Linked DNA regions of Hordeum vulgare: region 1 is linked to region 2. A link is a contact called in public Hi-C data. All regions are on one chromosome and are shown on one strand. The core of a region is the stretch at or near the end of the contact, and the rest is flanking DNA. Distances in the headings are between cores, read along the strand shown.

Region 1 (3,358 bases), core at 87-2,586, 550 kb after region 2:
AATTTGTCTGTTACAACTTTTGCACCCTTAACAGAGGGGTATTGTGCCCTAAATGTCTCTTGCAATAAGTAGTCGGTGACATCAGCAGCCAAATCACCAACAAATATTGTGTAATCAGCGCCGTCATCATGTTTTTCACCAGCAGTCGCCCAGTTCAATCTGTATGTCATCTCAACATTTGGCATCATTGCCCCGTTGAATGTCTGAAGAACTCTTTCAGCACCAGCACGGCTTGTGAATTCAATAAAGCCATAACCTTGAAGTTGTCCAGTCTGCTTGTCACGAATTAGTTTAACAGATTGTACCTATAAATTAAAGAGGACAATATGAAAGATCAATATGTATCCGATAGACACAAACAGAGAGTATAATTTGTAGAACACATGATGATAAATAATCCCAAATCTGAATCAGTCAACCAGTTACAACATCAATAAACCAGTTATAATAGAAAAGCAACTCAGTTTCGCAAAATACCTTGGCCACAGTCATTCCTAAAATTTAGTTTCAGCCTATTGTGAAACAAATAAGCTTAAGGAACCAATAACAAAACCAAACAAAAAAACTGAGAACCTGATCCCATGGCTCAAGTGGCTCTTCAGAAAGTAAAACGGTTAACTGAAGAATAACAGTAGTTTGAATTCAGACAGGGGCCTGACACACATAAACACATATATTGCATCAAACACGGATGTGTAATCACGAATTAACGTCCATTGCATTAATCGCAACGATCCATACAGCAAAGCGCGCAGCTACATAACATTTGCGTCAAGCGTCACCCACGGGCCCACGACAAATCACTGGTAAAATCCACATCGACATATTGAAACAATTATACAACGGATTCTGAGGAGATGGCACCGGAGAGCGAGAGGCACGTACCTCGCCGGTGCTCGCGAAGCAATTGTAGACATAGTTCTCGTCCATCCAGTACTGCAGGTCCCCTATCCAGAGTGTCCTGGCCTCGTTGGGCCCAGCGGGCGCCTGCGTCGGGACAGACGGCCAGCCGTAGTACGCGGTCTGGGGAGGCGGCTGCGCCTGCCCATACGCGGCCTGCTGGGGCGGCAGCGGCTGGCTCCACATCTGCAGGGGTGGCGGCGCGTAGAGCTGGTGCGGCAGCATGGGCGGTGGGATGGCGCCCCACTGTGGCGGCGCGCCGGACGCCGGATGCGGTGGGGCAACGCCGGGCTGCGGCTGTGGCATCATGGCGGCTGGAACGATGAACCCTAACGCGGAGAGGGAACGGGAGCAGAAGCAGGAGCAGGAGCAGGACGAGATGGGGTTGGATTGCGATCCCGATGTGTGCGCGTGTGAGGGCCAACGTGCAAGGACGGACGCAGACGTCTGGCGCCCCACCCCATATCTCTACTCGGCACCTGCTGCTCATCATGTCATCTACCGAGTACAGTATAACTCATCTTATAACTAACATATATACTCCGTTTCTAAATATAAGACATTTTAAGGATTACATTACAAACTACATACTGATGTATATAGACATATTTTAGAATATAGATTCACTTGTTTTGTTCCGTATGTAGTCCATGATAGAATATGTAAAAGGTCTTATATTTAGGAACGAAGGGAGTAATAGGTAATTAAAAGAGTGTGTTATTTTTTTGTTATATGGCCTATTTTTCACTCTCATAAATATCTAGGAGCACGTGCTAGTGCTGGTTTTTAATTAAAAGCTCGTTTATTTTCTTTCTCATCTTCTCTTTTCTCCAACTAAGCAAAAATATATTAGTTTATTTCTTATAGCCCCTTTGATTCAGCTCTATTGTACTTGCTCTTAGGCCCGTGCAATAGAAGTTTCTTAGCGCGGGTTCATGACGGTTTTGATTATGTGTCATATGTGTCATACTAGGTAACGATGATATGTCATACTAGTTAATAATTTAAGATACAATATTTGCACGCCATCATAGGTAAAAATGATTAATAGCTCAATCACATCTATGCATGAGGATCAAATCATTAAATTTAGAGACAACCTCTAAAAAATAATGCATTGGGTTAGTGGTCTCTTAAATTATTAATCCTCCTATAATAACGTGCTACGAAACGATGTATTGGCACACGCCTTAGAGCATCTCTAGCACACCCCGTATAAGAGCATCTCTAGCAGACCTCGTATAAGAGCATCTCTAACACACCCCGTATAATGCCTAGATCCGTAAAATAACCGTCCAAATACGGGTCTGCGCGGAAAATGTTACCCGATCATACCCCGTAAACGCGTCCGACCCGTAAAAAAATTTGAGGGGTGCGACAAAATTCCCTCCCCGACCCGCGAAAACACATGTTTCCGCCTCGCTCTACGATTCCACGTATCATATGAAAGCGGTTGGTGGGAGGGACATTTCAGCCCGCACCCTTTCCCCCCCCCTTCCGCCTCTGCCCCGCCATTGGTTCCGCCCGTGTGCCGTCGGCGATTCTGGCCAAATCTACGGGCTCAATCGCGTCGCGGGGGCGCCCCTGCCCTCTTTCATCGAGTCGCTGGACCGGCTCCCCCGGATCCGCTAATCTACCGTGGCCGGAGAGCCACCATCGGAGATGGAATTGAGCTCGTGCGAGAAGTTTTTGCTCGACGATTCATCCGATTCGGACGACTCGGATGTTGAGACGATGCTTCTCACCTTTCGCCGGCATACTTTGGTAATGGCCCTTGCCGTGAAGGAGCACGAACACAAGAACCAGAAGAGGCGGCAAGGATCGACCGTCGGTCGTCTTTGCATTCCTCAAAATCGCAACCTCGGGAACAAGATGTTGATGCAAGACTACTTCGCGGCCAATCCAACATATCCGCCGCACATCTTCCGGAGAAAGTAACGTATGCGTCGATCCATCTTTGTGAAAATTGTTCAAGCTTGCGAGGCCAATTGTCGATATTTTACTCAAAGAAGAAATGTCGCGGGCTTGAATGGATTTAGTGCATATCAAAAAATCTCGACACCTATGCGGGTAATTGCATACGGCATTCCTGCTGCCTATGCCGATGAGTACCTTCTCATTTTTTGCATGAAGGAGCGAGACCGCCAGTCCACCTTGGATGTTTCCCACATTATGTGGACGGAGTTGAGATCTGCAGTGCTTGATAAGAAGAAAGTGCTCATTTATGCTATGTACCTGTTCAACTTGATTGAAGACACTTGGGATGCTACCTTTCCTTGTGATCTCTTGTGACTGATCACATGGTTCATCATGGTGTACTCAAGCTCCGTGTGAAGGAAAATTGGGGCATTCCACCTGGCGCTGAGGAGATTGCTCCTACTGACTCGGATGACGAGCCTGAGCCCGATTGTGAGTTTGTTCCCAGATCAGAGACTGAACCTTCTTGGGCCTCCAAGAT
Region 2 (3,645 bases), core at 229-2,728:
TAGGTACACGACAATATTAAATGTTGCTGAACATGGAAAGCGGTGAAGCACGAATAATCTACTTATCTAAGCATTTTAAATGAGGCCGGAAACGACATATAGCATTTTCGAACTGACCCCACGTGTTAACTTTGTAACCTGTGCAGATTTGTCCTAATCATATTTTATGTTAGTTAAACGACCAAACAAATTGGTTCACGTGATTCTACTCGTCATTCTTGTCCATTTACATATATGGCTCATCTCTAACGAAGCTATGGTTAATTAACTATGGATTAAACCATTTCTATCATGTCTACACGTAAACCGATGCAAACAACATGGCTAACAATTTTCAATAAGCATAAACCGATGCAAACAACACGGCTAACAATTTTCAATAAGCATGAGAGTTAGAAAATATTAACCTACCTGAAATTATAGTCATTTTATATATATAACTCGTTCCTATCCGTCGTTGCATCCAACTAAATTACAGTACTTAGACAAAATAAAAACTACGAGCAACAGAGATAGGCTGGGCTAGCCACTGCAATGGGGCCACACAGGTGGTCAACTGGTCATCTCAATATCAGTCAACAGGGCGCTAGGGCCCGGTGTCATTGTATCACTCGGGATGGCACTATCCACTCGAGCTATTGCATGTACCACGGCAGGAATATAGTGCAAAATCTGAATAACCTAATATGTCGGATGGATCTAGGGAAAACAGAGTATCAGATCGTGCAATTGCTCATAGCGGGGAAAGGAGAGGGCGCCAGCGTGCGGGGAAAGGAGAGGGCGCCAGCGTGCGGGGCTCACTCGGGGATGCAGCAGCGGGCCGGGCGCTGATGGGCCATGTGCGTGCACGGCCGACGCACAGCGCAGCAAGCGGGCAGCAGATCAAGCCTCTTCTCGATCTCTACGCTCGATGGAGGCGGATGAACAAGTTACGGGATCCGGCGCGGCAAGGTGTGGGGCGGAGGCTCCTCCGGCGAGGGTCGGCCTAGCGGCAAAGGCAAAGGCGGCGGGGCGAAGCGGCTGCGCTGGGGCGTTGCGGTTCCCTTGGCCGCTCCATGGCTGTAAGCACCAGACCTCCTGATGTTCGAGACAGGGCTGACAACGACCAGGAACGAGCATGGCGAAGCTTGCAGAGGTCCTCGGGTCCGATGGAGAGCACTGGATCCAAAGGAGGGCGAGGCAGGGGACCCATTTCCGGCGGTGTTGAGGTCGAACAGCCGCAAGCTTCGGCATTGGGCGACGGCCTTGGCGGGGGCTCATGCTCCAGCCGGCCATGGGGGTCGTTCCTGCAGGGGAAAGATGGGAGAGAGAGGTTGCTGGAGAGTGAGAGATGAGACGGGGAGAGAGGGAGAAGATGCAGGGGCATGATGCTCGAGGCTGTCACGACCTTGTGGTGGCACTCGCCGGTACTGGTATGATCCACCATGGATCGAGGCCAGAGATGAGGGGTACGAGGCTCTCGGCCTTTAGAGGCTGTGGCTTGCTGTTGTTGCGTGGCTGCGGAAATCCAGGGAGGTGGTCGGGAGTTCTGCTTGGTGGAATGGATCGAGAGGGACCACGAGGGAGGATTGAATGGGTGGCGGCGCGGCGCGTAATGGGAGGAGGGCTAGGGATTTTTCTAGGGTTAGGTTGTACGTGGACTACATTTCTATATAAATAATAGGTGAATTTGGCTAGGGGGTTATTTGGTCTCTCCCATCGTCATCCGACGGTCGAGAAAATATAGGCTAGGGTAGACCAAACAAATAGCGGACATGTTTTGGGGTATTACAGGGTCTTCAGGCTAGGTTGCACGTAGGGTCTGTGCAGTGTGGAGAGGGGGCTAGGCATAGAAGAGAGGGAAAGCGGACAACCCGGTGATAGAGTTTAAAACAACGAAAGACGTCCGTCAATGGGCCGGCTATAGGGCCGCTATAGGTTTAATGGTTGGGGTATCAAACGAACTCCGATTGCGACGAAATTTGGCACGCGACCTACGTATATTAAAATAAGACCGCACGCCAAGTTTCAGGCCAATCCGAGAATATTTTATACGCACTTAGAAAACAATATGTTATCGATGCTACGGACACGTGCGTGCGTGGTTGGTCTCGAAACGATCAACGATAAAAACGGAGGGAACCGACAACTAATTATGGATGTTGATTTGAAAACTGGGGCAACAGAGTGGCGATGCAATGCAGATGATGAGCATGACACAAAGATGAATGCATCAAACAAATAATAAGACGACGACAAAGAAATAAGAGGGGAATCTTCTGGAGCGTCGGTCTCGGGCTGTTACAAGTCTCCTGTCCTAAAAAGAGATCTCGCCCCGAGATCTAAGAATGAAAGGGGAAGAGGCATAGAAAGAGCAATAGGTAAAACTTAGTCGCTTCTTTGACAAACTAGTGAAACCAACGATCCTTGAAGGTTGCACAGATATGAAGAATGATATGATAAACTAGCAAGTATTCACACAAAATTTCGACAACACTTATGTAGGAAACTGAAGTAAAAATTTGATAAGATGGAAGGATCTTGAGAAGATCCGCAACAAATCAATTAAATTGAAAAACAAGCAAAGAACATGATCTTGAGAGAGCAAGATGATATATTGAGTGCGGGAGCGCACTTTAGCATGCTCCAGAGCATGCTTATTGCATGCCAAGGCATGTTGCACGCATTCTGGGTGTGTCCCCGTTATCCACTAGTTCACTACTAGGAAAAGGGTTGTAGATGATATAGACACTAATGGCGCACTAGACAAGTAGTGCGCCACTACTATATAGTAGTGGCGCACCATGTGCAGGTGTATCATTAATGTGATGGATACTAATGGCGCACCACACACTCGATGCGCCACTACTTTTTTTTTGCAAAACTACTAATGGTGCACCACCAGCTGGTGCGCCATTAGTAACCAGGGTTACTAATGGTGCATCTGTAGGTGGTGCGCCATTACTATAATTTTTTTGTTTGCAAAACTACTAATGTCGCACCACCAGCTGGTGCGCCATTAGTAACCAGGGTTACTAATGGCGCATTTGTAGGTGGTGCGCCACTACTATATTTTTTTTGCAGAACTACTAATGGCCACCGCTCCACCGCCGCCGCCGACCCCCCGCACCCTCCCCCGCTCCACCGCCGCCGCCGACCCCCCGCACCCTCCCCCGCTCCACCGCCGCCACCGACCCCCCACACCCTCCCCGCTCCACCACCGCCGACGATCCCTCGCACCCTCCCCGGCCCGCTGCACCGCCGATGCTGACCCCCCGCACCCTCCCCCGCTCCACCGCCGCCGACGACACACCACACCCTCCCCCGCTCCACCGCCGCCGACGACCCCCGCACCCTCCCCTGTATCCTCGCTCGGTTCCCCCGAACAGAATCGGTAGAGCGCACCACCCACCCCCTCCCTCCCCCCTGAGCGCCATTGCTATCCAAAAAAAATAATATTACTAATGACGCACCTCTTTGGGTTGCGTCATTGCTATCCAAAAAAAAAAGATTACTAATGGCGCACCTCTGTGAAATGCGCCATTGCTATATAAAAAAATATTTACTAATGGCGCATTGCATGGGGATGCGCCATTGCTATCAAAAAAAATCTAATGGCGCACCGCTCCGGGGTGCGCCATTGCTAACGGGCAGTGCCTGCCCCGG

Evidence for each region. Hi-C and Micro-C count contacts between places; a contact is called where the count stands out from the background.
Region 1: a Hi-C map of leaf shows a contact between it and region 2, with 2.6 times the contacts expected there. The contact joins the promoter of LOC123411429 here to the enhancer-like site in region 2. A contact is called at or near these places in 2 of 6 Hi-C or Micro-C datasets (leaf and seedling) and 1 of 1 datasets of contacts at active chromatin or transcription factors (embryo).

What each region holds. Positions count from the first base shown.
Region 1 is chr7H:325,983,184-325,986,541 of MorexV3_pseudomolecules_assembly, forward strand. LOC123411429 (RNA-binding protein L-like) reads right to left here and starts at 1,337. Exons shown (of 6, transcript XM_045104367.1): 1 at 886-1,337; 2 at 1-305. The coding sequence starts at 1,209.
Region 2 is chr7H:325,436,248-325,439,892 of MorexV3_pseudomolecules_assembly, forward strand. No RefSeq gene overlaps it. Among protein-coding and RNA genes, the nearest start is that of LOC123411429, 550 kb to the right of the region's middle. Within about 2 kb of position 1,479, at least 3 of the 3 cell types and tissues checked have open chromatin away from gene starts, as enhancers often do. A contact at or near this core is called in leaf and seedling, where this site is marked.